Linked DNA regions of Mus musculus: regions 2 and 3 are each linked to region 1. The links are chromatin contacts, called in public HiChIP or PLAC-seq maps. All regions are on one chromosome and are shown on one strand. The core of a region is the stretch at or near the end of the contact, and the rest is flanking DNA. Distances in the headings are between cores, read along the strand shown. Region 1 holds the start of Rbm17 (RNA binding motif protein 17). Region 2 overlaps Mindy3 (MINDY lysine 48 deubiquitinase 3). Region 3 overlaps Itga8 (integrin alpha 8).

Region 1 (4,036 bases), core at 854-3,353:
GTAGCTCAGGCTGGCCTTGAACTTATCACAAAGACGAGGTTGGCTTTGAACTTGTGACTCTTTCCTACACCTCTTGAGTGCTGGGATATGCCACTATGTCCAGCCTAGAATTAATTCTCAATCTAAAAGACTATGGTGAACTGACTTATGAGTCAAATCCTTCAGTTATAGAACTGATAATGGAGTAAGACGGAAGCTCTCTATGTGGGGCATTATTAACTATAAAGTTCCAGGTGCCAAAGAGATGGCTCAGTGGGTAGGAGTACTGGTTGCTCTTCCAGAGGTCCTGAGTTCAGTTTCCAACAACCACCTGTAATGGTGGCTCAGAACCATCGATGAGTCCCAGGAGGGCCAGGGCTGTTACAAAAAGAAACCCTGTCCATAAATAAATAAAATCCCTCACAGGTGAAACCCTGTCCATAAATAAATAAAAATCCCTCACAGGTGTGGCCAGCCATTGGGTTTTAGTAGATTCCAGATGTAGCTAACCAAGAGTAACCATCACAAGTCTAAAAGTCTACCTCTGTTAGCTTGATCCACACCACAATCATATCTTATACTCAGGACTTAATGATGTTTTACCGAATCATTTATACCCTTCCGTGTGTAGCTATGCCATCTCTGATAGTTCACATTTCCCATCCGTATTACCAAGATACCATTGGCCAGGGACTGTTAAAAACAAACTAACCAGAGTAACTAAAGCAAACAGCGCAGCAGATTTCTCTACTGTTCTGAAAGACTTGTAGAATGACCTACTAGAGGGAACTCTTCCCTGTTGGAAAGATGTGTGAAAAATTTATGCGGGGGACAGGTGGTGGGGGGGAGGAGGTACATAATAACAAATCAGGGGGTCAACAAGAACCCATATGGTAGGAGAAAAATGACGCCTGTAGGAAATCACACATGTGATTTCCACGTGTGGCTTGTCCTCGGAACTCTTAATCTCCTGCCTGCACCTTCCAAGCACTGGAATTCCAGACATATTGCCACCCTGGGCTCCATTACTCATATTTACTAAAATTTGTTATCTCGAAATGTTTACAGCTCAGCCCAGTATAAATGTGTCCCCATGATTTAAAAGAGCCACCTGTTGCAGAGAGACAGGCCTCACCTATTCCCAGAACAAGCAGAATTATAACAAGAACTTATGTCAATGGTCCCCCCTTCCTGACTTCTCAAAGGAAGGTCTGACTGATCACCCTTCTAAGTCCCTCTTCATCCTCTGTCACAGCCTTAAACTGCAGAATACTCTACAGCGCTTCTCTGCTCTTGCTTTCCCTCTTCCTCATAGGTGCAGCCTTTCCACTTGTAATAAAACTCCTCTTCCAGGTCTTTCCAGCTTGTAATCTGGTTCTTCGGATCAATCCAGGCCTGGGTTTTCCAACGAGCTTCTTAGAGATCTAACCCCTGGAGAAGCACCTTACTGAGCTTGCAGCACTCATTCAGAGCACAACTGGTCCAAGCAGAAGAAGCTCGAAAGCTAGCGGAGGGACATGAACGCTAAAACTCCCCTTAGCGCAGGCCTGAGCATGCCGGGGGTTACAACAGACACTCTCTGTCCCGGTGAGACAACGGCCTCAACCTTCACTTCAGGTGCTCTGGAAGGAAACAAGTTTTGGGGTTTGTGTTTTGGCTTCTCCATTCCTGAGGCCCGACGCAGTCTGGGTTACTGCGGTCTTGCGACCCAACAACTTGGTCTGGGCATGGGCCATGAAGAGGAGAAAGGTACTTTCTTCACTGTCAAGAGGATCGGGACTGGTGAAGGGGGGATCTAGGTGGCCCGGTGGAACGTGGCAGGCTGAAGGAGCCCAACGTGGAGGGCTGGGAACCCCCCGGGCAGCTCGGGGTGCCCCGCCCGCATCCCCGCGCCCCTCACGGCGCGGCCTAGAGCCGCGGCCTCGCGTCCAGCGCATCCGTGAAGGCGCGCACACCCGAGTCTACGTTCCGGATCAGACCGCCTGCCAGGGCCGCCGCGGCGCCACTCACCCGGCCTTCCGAGACGATTGTGCCCATGGGCCACGGCGGCGGCAGCGCGGAGCCCGGCCGCCCTGCGCGGAAGCCCGCCCACCGCCGGAGTCCGCCGCAGCGCCGAGCCTCCACGGAGTCCGCAAAGGGATGCACCGCGCGGGGTAAGAGAGCGGAGGCTGCCGGGAGTCCACGTCTGCGCCTGCGTGTGACTCGCGGAAGCAAAGCTGCACTCTCCGGCTCGCACTGCACCCTGCTGACGGGAGGACTACATTGCATCTCCTCTCTGCCGGCCAAGAGATGGCGCCATTGGCACAAGGTTTCGAGATTCATGTGCCTTCTGACCTTGGAGTAGGAGCCGAATCCCCTACTAGGCTCCAGGTATTCACTCCCAACTATTCCCTTATATACTAAATGGTGGAAATAAATTTGCAGGCGAGATGTTGCAGAATCTAATAGCATTAAAAACACACACTGAGCTAGGTCTTCAGAGAAAGAATGTAAACACTATAAACCTTGCTCGCTTGGAATAAAAATGCAGCAAATGGCAAAAGAAAGGTCAGAGAAACCAGGGCTTTGTGTAAATATGTTTTCCCCATATTTTTGGTTGCATGTAAAAATTATTTCAAGCTATAGCTGGACAGTTGTGACCCATGCCTTTAATCTCAGCCCTTGAGAGGCAGAGACAGAGATTTCTGAGTTCAAAGCCTGCCTGGTCTATATAGTGAGTTCCAGGACAGCCAGGACTACACAGAAACCCTATTTTGAAAAACAGCAACAATAACAACAACCCCCCCCCCCCCCCGCAAAGGGTGGTGGTGGTGGTGAATTCAAGCTGAAAAATGTATCAGTCAGGGTTCTCTATAGTCAGAGGACCTATAGACTGTCTATATATATTAAATGAATTTATTGCAATGATTTACACTCTGCAGTCCAACTAACCTGACAATGGGCAGCTGTGAATGGGAAACCCAAGAATCTAGTAGTTGCTCTGTCCCACGAAGTAGGTTGTTTCATCTGGTCTTCTGTCTAAGCTACAATCTGAAGAAATCGGTTCCAACAGAGATGCTGTCAAGTAAGTGCAAGAAGGTGACGAGGAGTGAGTCAATCTTCTTTCTCCCAATGTCTTTATGTCCTCAAGTTCCACACCTGGATCCGGAACTTGCTTTGTCCCAGGCTGGCCTTGAACTCAGAGAACTGCTTGCCTCAGTGTCCTGGGATTAAAGTTGTGCACTACCTTGCCTGGGCTGTCTCATGATCTCCATGTCAAGATCTGGGTCAGCAGCCTGTGTCTTCCAGCCTCAAGATCCTGTGTGCCCTCCATTTCTGGATTGTAGTTCATTCCAGATGTAGTCGAGTTGAAAACCAGGAATAGCCATCATAAAACTGTGGAGGTGGACCTTACACAAGTGAACACACCAACATTATAATCTGATTTACAAGAAAGTGTTCAAATAATTCTGAAAGTGCCAGGCGTGGTGGCACACGCCTTTAATCCCAGCACTCGGGAGGCAGAGGCAGGGGGATTTCTGAGTTCGAGGCCAGCCTGGTCTACAGAGTGAGTTCCAGGACAGCCAGAGCTATACAGAGAAACCCTGTCTCGAAAAGCCAAATAAATAAATAAATAATAAAAATTTAAAAAATTTTAAAAATTCTGAAAGCTTGAAAATGCAAGCCTGGAATAAAGTACCAGCTTGTGGCAGATAAACATAAAGAAATCAGATAGCAACACCATGTGTGGGTTGATTAAAAGTTTGACATGACATTTTATAATACAATTCCTGTTGAAAAAAAAATAAAATCTGTACATCAAAAAAATACAATCTTGTTATTCATAGTAAACACTATAGGAAATAATAAATAGGGAAAAGGAATTAACACACACACACACACACACACACACACACACACACACATGTAATAGTTGAGATTTTGTTTTTGTGGGGCAGAAGAGAACAGTTAAGAGCACCAGCTGCTCTTCCAAAGGACCTGGGGCTCTTTATAACCTACTTAGCACCCACATGACAGCTCACAAACATCTGTAACTATAGTCCCAGGGGATCTCATG
Region 2 (4,036 bases), core at 1,035-3,534, 780 kb after region 1:
TTCATGTAATATGATAGTTTATTTCTAATAAAAGATGGGGGATTCAACTTATGTTTCTTTGAGGCCATAGGGCATATAGAGTGAATAAATTAATCACAAAGTAACAGACAAAAATCAAAACAAACTACAAAAAATAACAGCGAAAATATAGGTAAATGTGAATGCTCAAAATAAAGTATTTTGATATAGGAAAATTCTGAATGCTCAAAAGGTCAAACTAATAATGAATAGTTCCTTTTATAATTATAAGAACAGCAAAGCTTCTAGTATTTTCTATGTAATGAAGAGTATACAAAGACTTTATATTTTAAAATATTTTAAATTGAACTCAAATGAATGTTAATAGTTTCATTTACTATTTATGTAATTTTTCCATTGATGCAGGAAGATTCTTGTACAGTATCAGCCCTGGCTATATAATAAGAGCCCTTCCCCAAAATTTCAAGTGCCCCCTCCACAAATACACTTGTATAGTTTCATATCAGTTTTCCTAATGCTAAAGAATAGGGTTGGACATAAAGTAATTGTTTTAAAAATACACTATCCATGTAAATTTAAACTGATTATCTTTTCTAGAAATATATAGTGAAATATTTGTTCGGAATTATATGTTTCCTGCTTCTGAGTTTGATTTTATCCTCCCTAATTTGAAAGGGAAATGAACAACAACGCTCATGTATCATGGTGGCCTGTACTTTTATACAGTTTCCAGGTTAAGGAAAAGTAACATGTACCTTACTCTGTAGCTGTAAGCTGGACGCTGGCTAACACAATAAAAGCAGGAAGAAAATAAAATAAAAATGAGGTTACCAGTTCAGTGAAAGTGATAGAATTCTTAGAGACGGGACCTTACCCTGGGAAACGCGTACTCCCAGAGTCTCTTGGAGTAAGGAACCTCAAGGACACACTTTTACATTGCCCGCATCAGTCCACGCTCTGACACTTTGTTCTTAACAGCATCAGAGACATTGGAAAACTTTTCATAGAGTAATGAGCACTTGTCTTGTGCTAGACACCACTAAATATCTTAGATTTAAGGCTGACAGCACTTCTAAGACCTAGGTACTGTTAAAAAGCCCTACTGTAAACACAGAGGAAAAGAGCCCAAGAGATGTTGCAAAGAAACTAGGGTTTAAATGAAGGTGTTTGATGCCAAAGCTTTTACCACCCCACTGTGGAAAATATTACGTCTTGTTAAAAAGAAAGATTTAGAAACCATTTTATGTAAGAATCTAAAATAAAACTAAAATGGTTTCTTCCACATCTCAGCAACTTCTAAACAAAATCAAAAGCCAGAGCTCTTGAGTCAGCAGAGATAAAGACATGTAATGGAGTCAGGAAGGACTTCACTGAGGTGACTCCAACCCCAGAGCAAAGCAACAGTGTTTTCTGTAGTGTGAACTGATAAGATTTCTGGGAAACATTCCATTTATTACTGGCTGGATTTTCATCTGCACAAAGATCAAACTAAATATGGACTCACAATATTACTTGTTTGGCTAATATCATTGTGGAAAAAAAAAAGTCCCCTATAAGCATACCTTGGCAAAAAATACGGTGAGGTGAGTTTCGCTGCCAACAATCCAAATAGGGAATTTTGGAGATTTCAAGTAAGAACCAACCTAGAATAAATTCAGCAAAGTAAAACAAATAAATGAAAGATTTTATGCTGTCCCTTAAATATTTGTGCAGAAATATGTGAAACATAACAGGCGTTCATTAACACTTCTTACCACAGAGGTTAGATGGTAAGTGCAGACAGGACCTGTGTCTAAGCTTATACTGCATCTTTAAACCAGACACTGCAATGCAGATCTTACATACACATGTGTCACAGCTGGAAATGAGGACTTTAGATCAAGAAATCCTATATAAGATTGTGCCACAAAGCTTCTAAGCACTTCATTTGTGACTGAGAAAAAGTTTAATTTTGAGCACATAAGACAGATTTACACAGCCTATCATGTTTACACCAACTGACTCTACACTTCCATGAGGACACTTCCTTTGAAAACAATGAATCTTCGCAATCTCCTTTGCTTTTCCTCCTCAGACTGGGAAACTGTAAGAAATGACCTACAGCACTCAGGGCACATTATCCTTTTCTATTTAGCCAGCAGCCCCTATTTTAGCAGCACAACAGCCCTTGGGAATTTACTCTCACCATGAGGTGGAAAACAGGAACTCTTGTATTCATGGCAGAAAACTTAGTTCCCTTGCCCTATGAAAGCAGGGATGAGTCAGCTGCGCTAACATGCAACAGAATGCCCACCAAATAGGAAGGCTCCTTTGAGGGCAGTGGAGAGGAAATGAGTGAGGAAAGGGCAGCTGCTCAGTTAGTCGATGTGGCTGTGGAGCTGAGCAACAAGAGACCTCGCTTGAGAGAGTACAGAGAGGTGCATGGTGGCAGGCAGGGCCTGGCTGAACTTAAGCACCAACTGCAGAGCTAGAATCACAAACAGTTGCCCGGGCACCTAGACTGAGTCACAGACTGGACATTCTAGCTGCTGCTTAATTTCTCTTAGAAAAGGCAAGTGTGCTTCACTTAAGGTAGAGGTTTAAAAGGGGGGTGTAAAATGTTATAGTTGAAACCGCTGAACTAATGGTGCATTTGATCATAAAATCAGTCACCACAGTACACAACATTGTCCTTATTTTGGAAATCAAAGTGCTCTAATAGCTGAATAGAATTACCGTGTGGCCAGGCAATTTAATCCTGAGTACACCATAATGTAAAAACATATGGCTATAAAAATAATATGTGGACAAATGTTCACAGTAGCAGTATTTATAACAGCTAAAATTGGAAATTATCACTCTGAAGTCTTAAATATGAATCATGAAGATATTTCCATAATGAAGGGAGGTAGGTGTGGCCGTAAAGGGAAAAGGAGAGGCTGATGCATAGTTCTGAATTATGTTCAAAGGGTTAGATGGCTAAGTATTAAAAACACCCAAATTAAGTTCTTAGCAATCAGAACAATTGCTTCTGCAAATCATGTTAGACTAGGCTAATCTGTTCTTCTTCCTGAGACTACTAAGGTAAATAATTAATGATAAAGCCTCCTTATAAAGGCAGAGAGAGAGAGAGAGAGAGAGAGAGAGAGAGAGAATGAATAGAGAAGACTCTAGCTACTCTATTCTTCAGGACAAATTACATTTAAAGTTTTACAATAGGAACAGGATTTTGTTTTTTTTTTAATGTATAGTTTGAAACATCTATGAGTTAATGGGTGGAAACAGATTGATACACTATAAAACAAGAGTGGTCTCAACATAGAAAGAAAGAAATTACTAATACACAGGTGAAGGAACCCACAGAGCCAGAAAGTTGAACTGTGATTTCTGGTGTGAGGAAGAAGGAGTGGCTGCCCGGTTAGACCTACTCTTGGGGGAGTGGGGTGTGTGTATGTGAGGAAAACCTTCCAGAACTAGGTAAGGACGATGGTTGCACAGCTTTACAAATATAGCAACATCCACAGAACCATATACATCCAAAATGGTGATCTTTATGAGATATAAGTTATGCTTTCTTATTTTTAAACACACCGCTAAAAGCATCATTCTTTATTGGTGTGTGCATGTGTGTGTAGAAAGGTTATAAATAGGTATTGCTTCATTTATGTACCTAAATATATATGCTGAAAATAAATTAAATGATAGTGTCATTATTAGAAAGCAATCTGTTCCACTCTCAGAGAATGGAGAAATGTTTAGATTTATAACATTTATTCAAACATAATTCATTCCCTTTGTGCCATTCCCCTAATTATCTGGTGAAACGTAAGTAAATACGTGTTGGCTGAGAACTTGCATACTGCTGAGGTTACCTATAGCATTTTAGACACCGACTATTGGGTTTGATGTCCAGGTTATAAACTAGTCAGTCTCCTTTAAGGATAGCTGATAAAACTGATACCAATTCATTCTCTTCATGCTCCTCATACTCCAGATCAGTCTATTTGCCCATATGTCAGGTACCAGACATGGTTACAGTCTTATGGCACAGAGCCCACTGGAATTATTCAAATCAGCA
Region 3 (4,036 bases), core at 906-3,405, 680 kb after region 1:
GGTTAATAAATAAGTAAAATTTTATGTAACTTTTCTCAAAAGAAGCAACAATGCAATTAATATATAAAGAACTCTGAAACCAGTACACAGAAGACAGAAATTCAATAGGAAGCCCTATGCAAATGGAAATTCTTATACACTGCTAATGGGCATATAAACTAATTCAGTCACCATGGAAAACAGTATGGGGGTTCCTCCAAGAAATGAGAATACATCATTATTATACAGAACATGTCAGTAAACTGGTATGACCAAGTTTGTACCACTCCTGTGTATTCACCCAAGGGACACATCACATCACAAAGACACTTGTAAATTCCTGCAGCATGATTCACAGCAGCTAAGTTATAGTCCTAACCTAACTAACTGTCCACCAGTAGAAGAATTTAGATAAAATGTAGATACATAGCTGGGGGCATCTTTCAGTTATAAAGAACAACAAAGTTAGTATGAAAAAGTACAGAGACCATATAGCACACACTCGTGTTCACACAGGACAGAATTGAAAATGTCTCAGATTTCTCACATACATAAACATCACAGTTCCTTTTCTACCCATCCAAACTTCCTCCTCTAGATGTGTCAGCATCACGAATTGTGTGTGTGTGTGTGTGTGTGTGTGTGTGTGTGTGTGTGTAAAATAATACTAGAGCTAAGAACAGAGCTCAGTCAATAAAAGGCTAGCCTGCAGGCATAATGAACTGAATTTGATCCCCATTACCCACACCAAAGCCAGATGGGGTTGCAAGCCCGTGTAACCCCAGCACTGAGGAGAGAGAAATAAGAACATCCTTGGGCTAGCTAGTTTAGCCACATCAGTGAGCTTCAGGTTCAGTGAGACCCTGTCTCAAAAACGTAAGGTGAAGAACAAAGAAGACAGCTGACATTGAGCTCTGGCCTCTGTGTGCACTCACACATACATGCACAAGCACGTAAATAATTTCATGAACAATATATATCCAGACTCTGTATCTGTCAAGGGCCAGACAACAAATGTTTCAGGTACTGCTATCTTCCACAGTCTGTTACAACTGCCCAAGCACACACTCATAGTGAAATCAAATGACAGACAGGACAGAGGAAACTGGGTGTGGCTGAGTCTCAAAGAATTTTATGTATGGGCACAGAAACTGAAATTCCATATGATTTTTATGTGTAATAAAATATTCTTTAAATTGTTAGCCAGTTAAAACTTTGAAAGTATACATAGCTTACAGGCTGTGTAATAATAATATAGAAAGAAAAGATAGTTCAAAATCTAGTTGTAGTTTGCCAACATTTGACAGAATATTTTTAAATTGATAAACAGCATTTTGTGATCTTTAGGTAGCTGAATGTGTTTGTGTTTCACATTTAACTAGTCTGTAAGAGACAGCCATAAAGGGGTAACTGTATAGACAGACACACAGGTATCTAGAAACGTAGATAGTTACATTGGTGGACAGGTGGATAGATTGGCCAACAGATAAATCAAATTCATTCCTATTAATTCTTATGTAGTATTATATCCCATTAGATAGCCATGTGTGTTTTGGGTATCCATCTCACTTGGCTAGAAGTCTTTATTTCTTTTTATTTTGATATTAATAAATATGTGGGCACTGAGCAGTCTTATAAAATCCGTTTCATCAGAGGGTGGGGTGGAGTGTCCGTTATTCAGGACAATTAAGGGTTTCCCAGCCACTGGGCTGGGAAACAGTGTCTCAGATTTGTTGTTATTTGTTTGTTTTTATGCTCCTTTAATATTAGTATCTTTGATCACCTTTTTATGTTTGTAGACCATTCATCCCTCCCTATTAATTTCTCATTTATATCATTTGCTTATCTTCTTGTTTACATGTTGACTCTACTGATTGTATAACTGGTTATATAGTATTGATTTCTATCATTTTATATGTTGGAAACATCTCTCTCCTCTCTCTCTCCCTCTCCCTCTCTCTCTCTCTCTCTCTCTCTCTCTCTCTCTCTCTCTCCCTCTCTCTCTCTTCTCTCTCTCTCTCTCTCTCTCTCTCTCTCTCTCTCTCTCTCTCTCTCTTGTCTTTTAACTTTATGGAGCTTACTATACATGCAGAACTCATCCTTACACTCTGTGGTAGAGTTGCTGTGCTTAGTCTGACACGTAGAGCCATGTGTCTCAACAACATTGGGTTACTTCCTTTTCTTTCCACTGTGACCAAATAACTGACAGAAGCCACAGGAGGGAAGAGACACTGATTTCCATTCAGTATCTGATGAAGAAGCCATGTTAACAGCAGGAGCCTAGTCCAGGTCAAGTGACTTGGCTATTCACATCCCATCAGTGAAGAACCATACTGCATGAGACTAGAACTAGGGCTTGGCTATACTTTCAAAGTCCCCTGCCCCCAGGAGCCAACCTCTTCCTGCCATCCCCATCTCCTAAAACTTCTACAAGCTCTCTTTACTGTGCTCTATTGGTTAGAGTGTTAGACACTTGAGTCTGTGGAACACATTCAAACCATGTCAACCACATACTGAACAATTAATCTCTATTTGCTCAATGATGGTTATTTTATCTATGGAGAAAGAAGAAGGAGAAGAAGAGGAAGAAGAAGAAGAAGAAAAAGAGAAGAAGAAGAAGAAGAAGAAGAAGAAGAAGAAGAAGAAGAAGAAGAACAACAACAACAACAACAACAACAACAACAACAACAACAAGAGAGGAGGAGAAGGAGAAAAACAAACAAAACAGTCCTTACATGTCCTAGGGGACAGCATAGCCTCCAGGTGGTCTCAAACAACCTCAGTCTGTGGATTTTGTTATGAGAAAGACACAGTGATGCCCTCTCCTGTGAACATGCCTAGTCTTTAAGGCTTCCTTACTTCCATTGCTTTTCCCATTCTCTGAAATTTTCTACCCACTGTGCTATTCAGCCCTGAGAGAGCTCCCCTCTTAATTGCTCAAGTGAAAGTTAAAATACCCATCTCCCCAAGAAACAGGTTCCTAAATCACCTGACTCTGTGACTATCTTGTCATCCTTTTTGTAATAGCACTAACCACTGTCTGAGATAGTATGCTAGTTTTCCCATGTATTGGTTTCCCCTTGATAAAGTACATTAATTCCACACATAGAGACATCCTGTCTCTCCTCTGCAGTCTTCAATTCTTGAATTATTGACAGCACACTGTAAGTTGTCCATAAGTATTTATTGATTGAATAATTCAGTTTCCATGCATTTATTCAGAAGTTTCCCAGAATAAATTATTCAGTTCAATTTATTGTTGTTGAAAAAGTAAGTATGTGCATGTTGGAGAGGAAAGAAGCGAAGCAAGGAAGGAAGAAGGGAGAGAGGTAAATAGGATGAGAGACAGAGAGGTTCACCCTTTGCATTTCCTTTTAATTTATTTCTGTAATTTGGGAGTGTAGACAAACCTGAAGATACCCTGAAAAGACAGGGAGCCAAGCTGAGAAATACAGATTTCTGTCAGCAAACAGCCTGTTCTACTTTCTGGGCTGTGAATAATCCCCCTTAAACTGTATATCTGGGCAGCCTGGGTATAGATCCCAGTGGGTGGTAAGCCCACCAGCTTTAGGTCTTTTTACTTGGGGGAATGCATGTTTCAGAACAGGAGTGGGGTGTGGTGCTATAGAAGGTGGTGCACACATGAGCAAGGGCAGAGTTCTCTAATCTGTTTAGTGAAATGAGAAGGATTGATGGAGTGAAGCTAAATCAACAGCAGAGGGGTGGGAAAGGCTGAGACCACACAGGTGTGGCCAAACACTTTGGCAGATGGAACAATTTTGGGAAACTATTTATAAAACTCTCGACCTCATTCTGGAAAAGCAGTAAGTTTGGCTCTAGCTTTCGGTCATCACTTCCAAGCCTGTCGCCTCAGGGACTTTCTTCAAGCTGTTGTGGGAACTGTCCAGACAGTTTTGATCAAGAAAAGGGGGAAAGAAATCTTGAAATGTTTAAATCTTGATCATTATCAAATGTGCTTTTGCCTTTAAGTTGAAGCTATGCTTGTGAGAATAAAGAAGATTCATACATAAAGGTCAAGATAAAATGACGTTGTTAG

The links. HiChIP or PLAC-seq counts read pairs in DNA pulled down with a chosen protein or histone mark.
Region 2: an H3K4me3 HiChIP or PLAC-seq map of bone marrow-derived macrophages shows a contact between it and region 1, with 4 times the contacts expected there. The contact joins the enhancer-like site here to the promoter of Rbm17 in region 1. A contact is called at or near these places in 1 of 39 promoter capture datasets (cranial neural crest) and 2 of 115 datasets of contacts at active chromatin or transcription factors (bone marrow-derived macrophages and embryonic stem cells).
Region 3: an H3K4me3 HiChIP or PLAC-seq map of bone marrow-derived macrophages shows a contact between it and region 1, with 6 times the contacts expected there. The contact joins the enhancer-like site here to the promoter of Rbm17 in region 1. A contact is called at or near these places in 1 of 39 promoter capture datasets (pre-B cells), 1 of 15 datasets of contacts at CTCF or cohesin (large pre-B cells), 2 of 484 Hi-C or Micro-C datasets (B cells and pro-B cells) and 4 of 115 datasets of contacts at active chromatin or transcription factors (T-cell acute lymphoblastic leukemia, bone marrow-derived macrophages, large pre-B cells and 1 more).

What each region holds. Positions count from the first base shown.
Region 1 is chr2:11,601,096-11,605,131 of GRCm38.p6, forward strand. It overlaps Rbm17 (RNA binding motif protein 17), which reads right to left and starts at 2,104. Exons shown (of 12, transcript NM_152824.1): 1 at 1,990-2,104.
Region 2 is chr2:12,380,562-12,384,597 of GRCm38.p6, forward strand. It overlaps Mindy3 (MINDY lysine 48 deubiquitinase 3), which reads right to left. Exons shown (of 15, transcript NM_024185.4): 10 at 1,542-1,622. Among named protein-coding and RNA genes, the nearest start is that of Mindy3, 37 kb to the right of the region's middle. Within about 2 kb of position 2,285, at least 35 of the 459 cell types and tissues checked have an H3K27ac peak or open chromatin away from gene starts, as enhancers often do. A contact at or near this core is called in bone marrow-derived macrophages, where this site is marked.
Region 3 is chr2:12,278,701-12,282,736 of GRCm38.p6, forward strand. The region is part of intron 2 of Itga8 (integrin alpha 8); the gene reads right to left. Among named protein-coding and RNA genes, the nearest start is that of E030013I19Rik, 21 kb to the right of the region's middle. Within about 2 kb of position 2,156, at least 4 of the 459 cell types and tissues checked have an H3K27ac peak or open chromatin away from gene starts, as enhancers often do. A contact at or near this core is called in bone marrow-derived macrophages, where this site is marked.